2 separate regions of the Mus musculus genome follow, and region 1 is linked to region 2. Evidence: chromatin contacts called from public HiChIP or PLAC-seq data. All regions are on one chromosome and are shown on one strand. Each heading gives the region's core, a stretch centred on a gene start, on an enhancer-like site or on the middle of the called end of the contact. The rest is flanking DNA. Distances are from core to core; before and after follow the strand shown.

The links. HiChIP or PLAC-seq counts read pairs in DNA pulled down with a chosen protein or histone mark.
Region 1: a contact with region 2 is called in an H3K4me3 HiChIP or PLAC-seq map of the SCID.adh cell line, with 57 read pairs. The contact joins the promoter of Ipo4 here to the promoter of Rnf31 in region 2. A contact is called at or near these places in 18 of 39 promoter capture datasets (the 3T3-L1 cell line, the C10 cell line, the HPC-7 cell line and 11 more), 2 of 15 datasets of contacts at CTCF or cohesin (CD8 T cells and embryonic stem cells), 59 of 484 Hi-C or Micro-C datasets (the 3T3-L1 cell line, the AML12 cell line, B cells and 40 more), 17 of 115 datasets of contacts at active chromatin or transcription factors (the 230-238 cell line, CD8 T cells, the HPC-7 cell line and 11 more) and 4 of 9 other capture datasets (adipose tissue, embryonic stem cells, liver and 1 more).

The regions. Positions count from the first base shown.
Region 1 is chr14:55,630,771-55,637,716 of GRCm38.p6, forward strand. Ipo4 (importin 4) reads right to left here and starts at 4,914. Exons shown (of 30, transcript NM_024267.7): 1 at 4,760-4,914; 2 at 4,593-4,679; 3 at 4,362-4,441; 4 at 4,235-4,276; 5 at 3,510-3,639; 6 at 3,245-3,424; 7 at 2,942-3,007; 8 at 2,735-2,836; 9 at 2,564-2,647; 10 at 2,191-2,355; 11 at 1,530-1,583; 12 at 1,263-1,372; 13 at 662-770; 14 at 372-501; 1 more. The coding sequence starts at 4,828. Tm9sf1 (transmembrane 9 superfamily member 1) reads right to left here. Exons shown (of 5, transcript NM_001360063.1): 5 at 5,195-5,842. The coding sequence ends at 5,449.
Region 2 is chr14:55,590,002-55,597,338 of GRCm38.p6, forward strand. Rnf31 (ring finger protein 31) reads left to right here and starts at 1,741. Exons shown (of 21, transcript NM_194346.3): 1 at 1,741-2,071; 2 at 2,168-2,314; 3 at 2,460-2,615; 4 at 2,832-2,891; 5 at 3,005-3,074; 6 at 4,294-4,471; 7 at 4,922-5,300; 8 at 5,469-5,759; 9 at 6,006-6,254; 10 at 6,341-6,526; 11 at 6,651-6,857. The coding sequence starts at 1,883. It overlaps Psme2 (proteasome (prosome, macropain) activator subunit 2 (PA28 beta)), which reads right to left and starts at 1,020. Exons shown (of 11, transcript NM_011190.3): 1 at 841-1,020; 2 at 494-526; 3 at 32-94. The coding sequence starts at 888.

The DNA.
Region 1 (6,946 bases), core at 3,664-6,163, 44 kb after region 2:
ACTCTGGGCGAAGCCACACTTTTGCCTCCTTGGTCCTCTGACTCACCAATGGCCCCTATGGCGCTCACAGCTAGCTCCTTGGTCCGGGCTTTGCTGGGGTTCTTCAATGGCTGCAGCATACATTCCATAAGCTCCGGAAGGTAGGGCTGCACTTTGGGCCCTGTGGGAATGTTTTTGGTTTTTTTTTACTAAGCAACTCAGGTCTCTAAGCTTTTGCAAAATTGACCTCCTTTAGCCTGACAGCCCGTGCGACCATCCCCCACCCCTCATTCCCAGCAGGCAGCGAGCAACTCAGGAAGATGCACCATGTGCCTCCTTTAGTCAGTGTGCTGCTCCCCTCCTCCCGTTTTCTCAGCAGCCATCATCACTACCTAGGTTCTCCACAAAATTCTCCAGAGCATAGCAGGCCTTGGCCAGGTGGTGTGTGTTTCCCATCGGCACTGACTTCAGGTAGGAGAGGAGAAGGGGCATCACCTCCTCAGAGTAGCTGCTGATATGGGGCTGGGGAAGAAGCAAGCAGGACCCTGGTCAGGCTCACCTACAGAGCACCCCCTGCCAATGGCAGCAGCAGCATCCGAAGAGATGAGAGTTTAAGGGACAAGGGTCCCCCAGCCTTGGGGGTGGAGCAGAGGGGTAGTCATCTGCATTTAGCTTTGCTGACCTGTAAGTTCTCTGAAAACTGGCCCAGGGCGAACAGAGCAGCATTACGAACAATCTGTGAGGGGTCATCCAGGCCCTTGCACACAATCTGTAGCAGTGGGTACAGCAGTCTGAATGGGGCAGGACAGAAGAACAAAGTCTGAGGGACAGGACAGAGGAAGCCTAGTCTCAGCCCCATGGTGGTGGCGCACTTTTAATCCCAGCACTTGGGAAGCAGAGGAAGGCAGATCTCTACGTTTGAGGCCAGCCTGATCTACACAGTGAATTCCAGGACAGTCAGGGCTCCCTGAAGAAGCCTGTCTCAAAAAACTATTAAAAACAAACAAACAAACAAACAAACAAACAAACAAACAAAACAAAGGCTGGCCTAGGTGTGATGACGCACATCTTTAATCCCAGCACTGGGAGGCAGATATAGGCAGTTCTCTATGAATTCCAGGCCAGTCAAGGCTACACAGTGAGTCCCTATCTCAAGCAAGCAAGCAAAAAATAACCAATAAAACTAGTTACACTGAAACAGGGGTAGCAGGACAGCCAGAGGATGTACATCCACCCTCTCCATGTGACTCTGCTCACCCTGAGACAGGAATGGAATATAATACCTCTGCCTGATGTGGTCGCCTGCACCATCAGACAGCACAGCCAACACCAGGAATCCTGCTTTGCGCTGGTATGGGTCCTCGCTCCGCAAGGCTTCTTCCAGCATGGGCATCTAGGGAAGAACATGGAACATTCTTGAGAGCCCAGCACGAGTCTGCCTGCTACTTTCTCAACAGGCTCATCACAACGATCTATACCCAAATACCCTTGGCTTTCTTTAAGGGACTATACCTACCTAGGGCCAGTAAGAGCAAGAGAGTCACACTTACCACATGGGGACAGAGCTTCTCAGGGGGAAGATGTAGTGCCAGCATGTCCACAACCTGAGGAGAGCCAGGTAGACTGTGACTCCATCTCTAACCTCCACTTCTTATTTAACACCCAGCCCCAGGATCCACCTGTGATGGCTGCTTCTATGTTTGTGGCGACAGGATGGCTCAGACTGCCCAAAGCTTACAGTTCTACCTCAGCCTCCCAAGGGCTGGGGACTGAGCTTACAGGTGTCCACCAGGTCAGCTGGGTGCGATGGCTGATTTTAATAATCCACTTGACTGAACTGGGAAGTGCTTAGGAGACAAACTGTGATGATATTTTCAGAGCCAATTAGATCAGGAGAGCTCTGACCTCAAGATGAGTTAATCTCTTAATCTAATGCCAGTCACTAGGAGGAGCCAAAGGCAGAAGGCAGAGCTTAGTTGGGGCCACATCCTATGGGAGCTATCTTGCCCTGTCTCCTCCTTGTATACCCCTTCTCTGCCTTCTATCCATAACGTGAATGGTTCTGGTTTGCCGAGGCCTGAACCACTGTTTGGCTATTCCTTTCCCACCACAGTAAATGGAAATCTCCGAAGCCATGAAAATACTTCCTCCCCTTAAGGTGTCTGTTTCTCTGAGTATTGGGTGACAGTGACGAGAAGGCCAATACATCACCTGTACAGCAAAGTGCTTGGGAGTCTCCCCCATCAGCCCGATCTCCAAGTCATCGTCATCCGAATCTTGATCTTCAGGATCCAGTTGGCCCATGGGTGGCTCAGCAGCCATGAGGGGGAAAAGGGCGTGCAGCAAGGGAGGCACGAGGCGGTTCTTTAGTAAGGCCTAAGAGGGGAGGGCTAGCCTTGAGCATCTTCCCAGAACAGGCTCATGGGAAAATCCCAGCCTCCCAACCACAAGGACCCCAGCCAGAGACTCCCCGTCTCCTAGGCAGGGAGAGAAGGCTGGGCCAGGGCTCGAGCAGGACTAAGCCTACAAACACAACTAATGGCGGAGACAGCAGGATGGGGTAACTTCCCCAGAGGGAACGTACCTTACTTTTGACTTTGACCAAGAAAGTGAGGCAGCAGAGAACACGTACGCGGAGTGGTTCGCCAAGGGCCACATTCTTAGCCACCTATACAGACACCGACAAGAATCAGAAACAAGCAAGAAAACTTAACGGCAAACCAGCGAGCAGGAGCAGCACCCACCCCGGGCTCACCTCCAGGCAAAACGTGAGGACCTCAGAGAGGTGGGGGTTGATGATGGGCAACTCTGTCTCCAGCATTTCATCCAGGGCCTCCAGGGCCTCACAGGCCTTTACCTGCAGACAGACAAGTAAGTCACAGGGTACTCGCTCCTCTAGGGGACCATGGTGCTTGTGCCTCCATTTTCCTTCCAAAAGGAGACCCCTCCCGTCTGTCCTTACCTCATCTAAGGGGATCAGAGTCCTCAGTGCCGTAACGACTTTGGGCACCAACATCCGTGCAAGAGACTGGAAGACACAGGAATGAGCGTAATCACATAAAGCGCAGGTGGTCTCATCCCAGAAGCCAGGAGCTGGAGGCTTCCTCAAAGCCTCCATCTAAGGAGCCAGCCAGGCCCAGCTAACACGCTATGCCCTCAACCCTTAGGAAGAACGGGAGGCGGAATAAAACTCGAAAGCAGCTTGGGCCAAGACTTCTGAAAGCGAGGGCACGAAACCGAGAGATACAGGCAGCGTCTTACTTACCACATCATCCGGCCTGACATAGCGGGCGATGGCAGTCAGAGTGCGCAGGGAGTAGAAGAGCACTCCGGGAAAGCTGACGTCACTGAGCGTCTCATTCAGAAGCTGAAGCAGCTCGTGCTGGTGGGCATGGAATGCCTCGGGCTGGGAAGACACCACCACACTCAGCAGCAGAAGTCCCACCTGTACAGGAGCAGGGGAGAAGAGACGGTCTCGTGGTCTATCCAGCCTCTGTCCCTCCTTCCTGCCAACAGGGCAGTGCCAGTACCTCTTTCTCGGGGCTATGGGAACTATGAGTGCTGTGCTGAAGAAGGTTCATGAACTGAGGCCATCCTTGTAGGCCTTCCTTTCGAAAAATGGTGGCTGAGAGCTGGGCCAAGCTGACACTCACAGAATGCCTACAAAGAGGAGGTCCATTCATATAGAAACACCTTTTACCACCCTTCCCTTGCAAACAATGCCCCAGGCCCAAGGAGTGGCCAGAAAGAGAATGCAGGTATGTGCACGGTCTTTCCTAAGGCAGACCCCATAAGACCACCGACAGCTGGGGGTGAGGAAAGGAGGGGGGCATTGTGATCTGGCTCGGTCAGCACCACTGGACAGGCTGAATTCAATTCAGTCTTGTTTTCCCTATCTGGGTTTAGCTGATCATTTTCAGCCATTCTCAAAAACTTTAGGGTTTTAGTTGGGCAGTGGTGGCACACACCTTTAATCCCAGCACTTGGGAGGCAGAGGCAGGCGGATTTCTGAGTTCAAGGCCAGCCTGGTCTACAGAGTAAGCTCCAGGACTGCCAGGGCCACACAGAGAAACCCTGTCTCAGAAAAACCAAAAAATTAAAAAATGAAAAATAAATCACAAAAAACTTTAGTTTTCACATGTTCCACCTTCTAGGCCTGAATTAAGTCCTAGTCTGGGGCTGAAAAAGAAGGTAGAAGTCCAGTATCTCAGCCCCAATCAGTTAGGACCCCCGAGAGTGGGTGCTCCACACTTACACTGTCTCTTTCTGCAGTGCTGTCAGGACCAGGGACTTGAGGCTGGAAGACAGGTGGCAAAGGCTTAGTACTCGGCCTGTCAAAAAGTAGACTAGGCCCGGCCCCTCCCATCCTAAATCTAGCCCACCTCTCCCTCTGCTCAGGTGCCAGGCGTCGCCAGCGATTGTTCAGCCTTCTGCGGGTCAGGACCGCTGCAAACTGGCGGATCTGGGGTGAGAAGAGGTTGCCAGCCAAATGAGAATCACAGGCACCAAGAAGATGATGAACAGATTAGGACCGCAGGGGGCGGAGGCTGGAGCGGGACCAGGGACACATTGAGGAATTTCAGAATTTCGGCAAGGAGGGGCAGGTGACTCGCCTGAGAGTCGGTCGCTGTTGCCAGCAGATCGAAGAGTGCGGGCAAGGCAGCAGGGTCCCGAAGGATGGTCTGGAGCTGCTCCGTAGCCTGATGGAAGGCTGGGAGGTCAAGACCGGGCCTTTCCCACAGCCTCCCCATCCCCGTAGCCCGGTCAGGCCTGCCCATACCCGGCGGATGCGCTCCGTGTCGGGCAGCAGCAGCTCCTTCAGGATCTGTTCCAAACCCGCAGGCTCCATGGCAGCTGCCGAGCCGCCGCCGACGCCGCCGCTGCTACAGGGCCGGGTGGGGAGGGGGAGGATCGGCACGTGGAGACTCCGACAGCAACTTCCGGCGGAAAGGGCGTTACTCTGCGTCTCTCCTGTCGCCTGGGTGATTCAGCTTGCTTCCCTTCAAAAACTGCGGAAAGCTGGTGGCTGGCGTCAGTCTGGGCTTCCGTCTGCCTGAGCACCCGCTGACAGAGCCTCGGCACCGTGGGTTCCCTGTGCCGACAGTTCCCAGAGTCCAGAGTTTGTGTGGCAATAGCGAACTCGGGTTTTCAAAACAACTGCATTGACAACAGGCCTCGGGTTTCTATAACTAGACCAAAACTTCCAACGACAGGATCCTTTTTCTTAATAAATTTTATTTTAATAATTGTAAAAAGAAAAAAAAAATCAGGACCAAAACGTAAGGCAACTTAAAAAGTTCAAATATATATATTCCTTATATAATAGAGATTTTTAATTTCCAGGTCCTCTCTAAAGAGGGAAGGAAGGCGACAATGCCATCACACAATTCGGTCAGAAGAGAAGCTATCAAGTGAAATCAATGGGGCATGATGAAAGCAGGAAAGAGCCAGAGTTCTGTGGCTTAGAACTCAGTCCATCTTGAGGTTAACATAGATATAACGGATGAACTTTAAAGAGGAAAAAAAGGAGATGGTACCCAGCATGAGGAAGAAGACATAGCCAGTCAGTAAAGAGTAGCCAAAGAACTCTACTGTCTGTACTGCCCCTGACATGTTAGAGCGCCGGGCATAGTAGAAAACTGAGTAGAGGAAGATGAAGAGGCCGGTGGAGCCGACGCTCAGCACGGATCGCCACCACCAGCGGTAGTCTTCCCCAGACAGCTGGAAGTAGGTGAGCGCAATGGAGATGCAGGCCCCCACACTCAGCAGGATGGCGAAGACAAAGAAGAGGATGCCGTACAGAGTGTACTGCTCTCGACCCCAGACTGTGGCAAAGATGTAGTACAGCTCCACGGAGATGGCGCTGTGAAGAGAAAAAGACAATGCACATCATTAAAGCTCTGTTCATAGCCACAGCACGCGGAGCCAAACTCAGCCACATCTTCCGGTAGCGCTGTGGCGATCAAGAGAGCTCCAGGAGGCTTCTGCCTATTAGCTTAGTTTATTAGTTGCTCTCGGTTCATGAACATCTTCCCTGACAGGCTGAAAGCAACCATCTTAACTAGAGTAGGCATACATCTATAATACTACTATTTGGGAGGCTGAGGCAGGAGGATTGCCAAATTCAAAGTCAATCTAGGTTAAAAAGCAAGTTCAAGGCCAGCCTGGAAAACTTAAGACAGTCTTAAAATGAAAGGTAAAAAAGGGCTGGGATGTGGCTCAGAGAACAGTGCTTGCCAAAGGATGCACGAGGCCCTAAGCACACTCCACTACTACAAAATGGGAGCAAGAAAGAAGTGGAGGGGGCAGATACTGTGTTGTTTACTTCCTTCTGTATTGTTTAAAAGGTACTTAACAAACTGAATGAGAAAACACATAGGTCTTAAGCTCTCTGTGCCTGTGAACACTAAACAGAAATCAGGTTCTGTAAGCTCCAATACAAGGCTTAAAGCCCACTTGATTACTTTCAGTTTGCTGAGTGAGAGCTTGACAGTGAAACGCTCATGTGAGCGAGCTGAAGCTCACTCCTGGTCTGTGCTTGGGCTGAGCTGAGGATTATTACTGGGTTATGGTATTTAGAGAGCGGAGAAAGGCAAAGGTGAATCAAAACCCTGCTGAATGCAAGGTGTGGTGGCCCTCATCCAAGGCGGGACAACTTAAGGTTTTTGTTTTGTTTTGTTTTTTAAGACAGGATTTCTCTGTAGCCGTGGCTGTCCTGAAACTCTGTAGACCATGCTGACCTCAAATTTATAGGAGCTGGAGAGATGGCTCAGCAGCTAAGAGCATTGAATGCTCTTCCAATAGGTCTTGAGTTCAAATCCCAGCAACCACATGGTGGCTCACAACCATCTGTAAAGAGATCTGACGCCCTCTTCTGGAATGTATGAAGACAACTACAGTGTACTTACATATAATAAATAAATCTAGAAAAAAAAAAAAATAGAGATCCACCTGCCTCTACCTCCGA
Region 2 (7,337 bases), core at 491-2,990:
GAGATGGAGCAGAGGGGTCTATACTACTCACCTGCAAGAGCTGACTCAGGGATATGATTTTCCGTGGCAAGAAAGTGCAGAGGAAGTCATCAGCCTGCAAGTTACATTACAAAAATAATCATGCAAGAGGTTTGTTGATACGTATCAGAAGTTGGCCCATGGAAATCACTGAGCTCAAGACTCTCGTATGAGGAAACCCTAGCCCTGGAAATAAAGGGACTTGCCCAATCTCATGAAGGGCAGAAGTAGGGCTATGGGGTTTTCCCTTTGGGCGACATCTTTACCTTTCCATTCAAGGGGAGTGGCAAAAGCAGTTAAGAGTTCTAAGATTGATCAGATTACAAGTAGAAACAAATCATTGCAGTTCACCTTGAGTAAGCATGAAGGTTCGGAGACACCAAAATTAAGGTGAACTGGTGGGTTACTCAGAGCTTGTGGCCCTAGAGTTCTGCACTAAGACTCTGGGTTACATCGACTGAATTCAGAGACTTACCTCCTGGAAAAGATTTTGTCTGAAGACATCCACCTGCACAGACAGAAGTAGCCGGATGCTGGTTAGGGTTTAGTTTGTATAGAATAAGGGCCCACTCCCAACCTAGGTGCCTTCCAACTCTAGCCCAAACCTGTCCCACAAAGCTAGTTTCCCCCTGGAGGAGCCTGCTCAGTGCACAGATTGGCTCGAGGACACGGCACTGGCAATCCCTGAGCAGAAGTGAAAGAAAGCCCTAAAGAAAGAGAGGCCGGTGGAGTTCGCTCGCAAGGCCCCATTGGTGCCCAGGAGCACCGAGCTTTATCTCCGTTAGGACTTCTCACTCCTTCCTGGCTTCGGTTCCCATTTACCTGTTTTCGGGCTTCTCCACTCAAGCGGACCCCACAAGGCTTGGCCATGCTTCCCCCCACTTGGCAGCTCTCGAGCCTGGGCTAGCAGCCCCAGCTTTCGCTTTCACTCTCCAGGCCCAGACCCACCCCCCTCAGCCACGCCCCCTCCCTTTTTTCTCCTCCTCCTGGCCGGCCACCAACCGTGAGTAGTACCCCCTCAGCCATTCCCAGCTAGTTGCCACTAGGAAGGGCGGTGTTGGCTTCATCATCAGGGGCTGTCCAAGGGAGGAGCTAGGAAAGCGTGGGACGGCGGAGACTCAAATAGAGGCGGCCTCTCGAGAAGGGCGGAGCTTATAGTATGGACCGTCCAGGGGAAGTACTGGACTGAGAGAGGGTGGGACAATAGGAAAGGGGGTACCCAGAGGTGGGGTTCCATGACGCTAGACTGAGGAGGGGACCAAGTAGGATCCGAGAGAGTAGGAAGGATAAGAAGGAGGAAAGCCTGGCAAGATGGAAGGGAGCAGGACGAGCGGGACTGCCTTCCCTTCAGGACAGACTAGAGAAGGGAGGAGCCCGCCTGAGCCGGGCTAAGGGCAGCCAGAGCCGGTCCCCGATAAGGTGGGACTTCCCCGCCGGGGAATGGAACAGAACCAACACTATGGAAATAAAGATAGCAAAGCTCTGGGCAAAATTAACCCCTCGCATGGGAGGTGGGTCCCTCCGGAAGGGGCGGGATAGTTTAAGGGAAGGCGAAGAAGAGAGCCTGATTCGGAAGGAAAAGGTTCCGTAGCATTATGGGAGGAGCCCGGGCCGCGGCTTCTTCATTGGCGGCGACCTGGCCACCCTTCCTGATCTCAGCTTTACCGTCACTCCGAACCCTCCTTTTCCTCTAAAGTGGCCCACAGTCCCGCCCTCTCTGCCAGGACTTCCTGTTCCCGGTAACCCTGGCCGTGGATGGGGCTGAGCGGGGCGGTGGCTTAAGTGACCCGGGCTGCTGTGGCGCCGCGCGCACCTGCGCCAGCCCCTGGAGGGCAGAGAAGCTGAGCCTGTCTCCAGTCTCAGGATGCCGGGAGACGAGGAGCGAGGCTTCCTGGCGGCCCGCGAGGAGCTGGCGAGCGCCCTGAGGTGGGATTCTGCGCAGGTTTTTCCCCTGGAGCAGCTCATGCCGCTTCTGGCCACCTCTCTGCCACCAGCCGCCCGCTACCTGCAGCTGGACGCCGGACGCTTGGTCCGCTGCAACGCTCATGGGGAGGTGAGGTCAAGCCCGCCCGGCGCTCCATGGAAGGGGACCTAGGCTCAGAGGCCAGGTGGGCTAGGCTCACGACTCTGCTTTTCTGAATGCTCCCAGCCTCGAAACTACCTCAACACCCTATCCACGGCCCTGAACATCCTGGAAAAATATGGTCGCAACCTCCTCAGCCCGCAGCGGCCCCGGTATTGGCGCTCAGTGAAGTTTAATAACCCCGTCTTTCGCAGCACGGTGGATGCTGTGCAGGTGAAACTCTTGGACCTTATCGGAGAAGGGGACTAGACCTGTGCTTAGGGTTGACCAGAAAGGCTTGAGGGTGTGCTGAGTGGGGGACCAGCTCTATTGCCTAGGAGGTCTGTTAGATGGTGACCGGGTCCTGAATGTGTGCCAGGGTGGCCGGGATGTACTACGGTTGTATGGCTATACTGAGGAGCGCCCAGATGGATTGAGTTTCCCCGAAGGGCAGGAGGAACCAGATGAATACCAGGTTGCTGTTGTCACACTAGAAGTACTGCTGCTTCGCACCGAGCTCAGTTTGCTGTTGCAGGTGAGATGACCTTCTGATTCTAAGGATTTTAAGTACTTGACTGGGAGCCCCAAGGCACGTTGAGACACCCCCACCCCCGTGCAGGGAAATTCTGTTGCTGCAGCAGCCAGCCTGGAAGCTTCTGTTACACTTTCTCCCTCTGGAATGTTAGGAGATCAGGGCTTACAGGGAGAACGTTGTTCAAGGTGGGAATTCTTTTCATCATCTTGTTTGCAGAATACTCATCCCAGACAGAATGCACTGGACCAGCTGCTAAGAGAGAGCGTTGAAGATGGTGTAAGGAAGGCAGGAAGGGTGTTGTTCATGGAACACGGGGGGGGGGGGGGGGGGCTGAGTTTATGGGATTCTGTGCCCCCAGCACTTTGCCCACGCTCCGCTTGCTTTCTCAGATGCTGCAGCTTTCAGAGTTTCACCCCCTTCTGAGGGAGATTGTTCCTGGCCCCCGCCCCTCTGCCCAAGGTATTGTATGCTTCTTTACGGGAGAAAAATATTAGACTGAGTTGGTGCAAATGTAGGATTTTCTTTCCTCTTGTATTTGTTGTTTTTTTAAGATTTATTTATTTATGTATATGAGCATTGTATTTGCACATATGCCAGTGTGACAGAAGAGAGCATCAGATCCCATTACAGGTGGTTGTGAGCTACCATGTGGGTGCTGGGATTTGAACTCAGGACCTCTGGTGGAGCAGCCCGTGCTCTTAACCACTGAGCCATCTTTCCAGCCTGTATTTGTATTTTATTTCAAGAGATGAAAGCCCCCCTTCCCCCCCACACACCATGGGTCCAGATGTTGTAAAGACTGTTTTGTGACTTCCCCTAACCCATAACAAAATTTTAAGTGTAGCCTGGTCTTTCCTCCTTTAATATTACTTTTTAGTAGTGGAAGGTGGGTGGGTAGATATGTGCATGTAGGCACAGGTGCCATGGAAGCCAGAACCGATCCCTCTGCGGCTGGCATTACAGACCATGTTGAGCTGCCCAACACAAGTGCTGGGAATCAAGCTGCAAGGGCAGTACTTGATCTTAACTGCTTAGCCATCTCACCGACTGTGTAGCCTGGTCTTTTTAAAAAGGCTACTCTGGGGGTTGAAGAGACGGCTCAGTGGTTCAGAGCACCTCTTGCCATAGTTCAATTCCCAGCATCCACTTGGTAGTTCACAGCCATTCTTAAGTCCAGTGCTAAGGGATCTGGCCCTCATTTGAATTCTATGATGCATGTGTCATACAAAATAAAAAGTAAATAACTTAGAGAGGGAGTGGGGTGGAGAGAGAGAGAGAGAGAGACACCAGACATGGTAGGTAGCTCACACCTTTAATCTTTAGTCTTAGTCCTGGGGAGGCAGAGGCAGATGGATCTGTGAGTTTGAGGCTAGTCTGGTCTACAGTCATTTGCAAGCCAACCAGCCAGGGCTACATTGTGGTGAGGCGGGAATAAAGGTGATGCTTGTCTTTCTGTGTTTGGCTTGTCTTGCTCAATATGGTATCTTCCAGTTTTGTCCATTTTCCTTTCTATAACAAGATTTTGTTCTTTGTAACTAATGCTCCAGCGTGCGTGTGATTACAGAAGTTGCCTTTATGTGTAAACGTCTTCATTTGCTTGTTGATAGGTCCATGACTCCATATCTTGGCTGAGTATATATGCTTGTTAAGTTTTACACTTTTGGTTTCGTTTTTCCAGGCTCCACTCCTGGTCCCTGTTTCCTCTGTGGTTCTGCCCCAGGCACACTGCACTGTCCAGCCTGTAACCAAGTCTCGTGCCCAGCTTGTGACATTTTGTTCCATGGGCATCCGTCCCGTGCACATCACCTTCGCCAAGCCCTGCCTGGGTCCCACCAGACTGCCAGCCTGAGCTCTAGGTGAGAGGCTTTCTCTTCTTGGGGAGAGTGAAATTAAGAAGGAAATTGAAGATTACTTGAGTATCTATTATGTGTCAGGTTCTCTATGGAAGGGTGTCTTACAGAGAACAGCCCCCCTAGGAAGTTATAGATATAAACACTAAGCAAGTAGCAGCCACTATAAGACAGATTGTTATGATACACAGGTTGGCAGTAGATGGATACAGTTTTGTCTGAAGGATCAGAATTTTAAACACCTAGCATGATGTTAAGAGATTGCTTCCTGGAAGAAGTTGTCAATAATCCATCATTTAATTATTGACTCATATGGGGATGAGAGTGTTCCAGACAAAACAGCAATCAGAAAGGCCAGAGCCCTATGTCATAACCTATGCAATGGGAGAGGCAGGGGTGAGGGGACTCGGGTACTAACTTCTACCTCAGCTGGCCACATCTGCTCTTCTATTACAGTTTACCTGCCTCGTCCCAACCACGGCCCCCCTCCTCCTCCTTGGCCCTGGGAGATAGCTCTCTTTCTTCCCCTGACCCTGCAAATGCCTGTCTGCCCTGGCATTGTCTTACCTGTGCCACACTAAATGAGCCTTGGGCAGTGTTCTGTGCAGTCTGTAGTCAGCCCAAAGGCTGCAAGGTGCCGGGAATAGAGGGTTCCCATGGAACCGGGGGCCTAGAACCTGAGCCTGCACGGGATCAATGGGCCTGCCAGAGCTGTACCTTTGAGAATGAGGCAGCAGCTGTGCTATGCGCCATATGTGAGCGACCTCGGCTGGCCCAGCCTCCCAGCTTGGTGGTGGATTCCCATGATGCTGGTGTTTGCCAACAGTCCCTTAAGGTAACCTGTTCCTGGCCTTCCCAGCTCTCCATTTGTACCTGTTAACCTCAAGTTATTCTCTGAACTCACATTCTGTCTTCTTTTGGTTCCCCTAGTATTTCTCTTGTATCTCTGTCATGACGCCTCGTTACGCAGTCAGTAGGATAATTCTTCTCTCTCCCTTTCCAGCAGGAGGATCCTTTGCTCACCGCTGCCCAGCCTCAGGTGTGGTACTGTGACCATTGTACCTTCTGCAATTCAGGCCCTGTCTGGGTGTGTGCCATGTGCAACCGAACCCGAGACCCCATCCCTACACAGCCTGCCCTCCAGTCCTATCCCAGCTCTTTGGAAAAGGGACGCCCAAAGCCAGGGTCCTCACAACACCTTGGTTCCTCCCTGCCTGCTTCCTGTGGAGACCCAGAGAAACAACGCCAAGATAAGATGCGGAAGGAAGGTCTCCAGCTCGTGAGCATGATCCAGGTGATAACTGGGCCTGGAATGAATGAGATGGGGCTGAGCTGTCAGGGAAAGAAGATGCCGTAGATGGTTAATTAATGTTCTGATACCAGGATGCTAGCTGTAGCTGCCTCACTTTGAAAGCTTAGGGCAGGTAGCATGCTGTGCGCTGGTCACGCGATCAGTATTCCTGGCTGAGCCACTGTTGGTTAGGCTGAGAATGAGTAGAGTTCCTTTCCTGATGTGCCTCTGCTGTTGTCTGTTCTTCAGGAAGGAGAAACTGCGGGTGCCAGTCCAGAAGAGGTCTTCTCAGCTCTCCAATACTCAGGCACAGAGGTGCCCCTCCAGTGGTTGCGTTCAGAGCTGTCCTACGTCCTGGAGATGGTGGCTGAGCTTGCTGGACAACAGGATCCAGAGCTGGGGGCCTTTTCCTGTCAGGAAGCCCGGAAAGCCTGGCTTGATCGCCATGGCAACCTGGATGAAGCTGTAGAGGAGTGTGTGAGGGCCAGGAGGAGGAAGGTACCATTATGCTGGGGGTGGCACAGGGTGAGCACACCAGAGTCTCTCTTGCTGGCTTTACATTTACTCACTGTTTTGAAATGCAGGTGCACGAGCTGCAGTCCCTGGGCTTTGGGCCTAAGGAAGGGTCACTACAGGCATTGTTCCAGCATGGGGGTGACGTGGCTCGGGCCCTGACTGAGTTACAGCGCCAGCGCCTGGAGCCCTTCCATCAGCGCCTATGGGACAGAGACCCTGAACCCACTCCCTGCTGGGATGGGCTGGACAGACAGGTACTGGGAGTAGGCAAGGCCCTAGTATCAAACTTAAAGGAACAAGAGAAAATTTGGGGGCGGGGAGAAGATCCTAGAGGGTCTGACCACCACTGTGTCTGTCTCCTCCTGAATCACATTGCAGAGCTTGGTCAGACGCCTTCTGGCCGTCTACACACTCCCCAGCTGGGGCCGAGCAGAGCTGGCGCTGGCGCTGCTGCAGGAGACACCCAGGAACTATGAGTTGTTGGACGTGGTGGAGGCTGTGAGGCACAGCCAGGACCGGGCCTTTCTGCGTCGACTGCTTGCCCAGGAATGTGCTGTGTGCGGGTGGGCCCTTCCCCGCAACCGGGTAAGCCTCTGCCTACCTAGTGCCCCTGGGTTTAGAATGACGGCTCCTGCTGGGCAGCTACCTCAGCCTGGATGGCCTTGGCTTCTCCTGTTGTCCATACACCTCTGAAGCCTTCTGATGAGGAACAGGAGCACCCGTTTGAGAAGTGTTGAGACCTTCAGGCATTGTATTACCCAGCTTACGAAGAGAAAAGGTTTATTTTGGCGTGCCGTTTTTGAAGTTTTAGTTTTCTCATCTGTTGGTTTTGCTGTTTTGGGCCTTTGCTGTCACTTCAGGTAGGATATGTGTCAGCAAAAGTGCTAAGCTTGTGGCCAGGAAGAAAGGGAGATACGGGGTGCAGCAGCCCTCTCAGAGCATGTCCTAGTGACAAAAGATCTAGGCCCCCTCACGGGCACCCCCACTTTTGCCAGCTCTCTGCTGCACACCTTTAAGCCTAGCTCTCAGGAGGCAGAGAGGCAAGCAGATCTCTGTGAGTTTGAG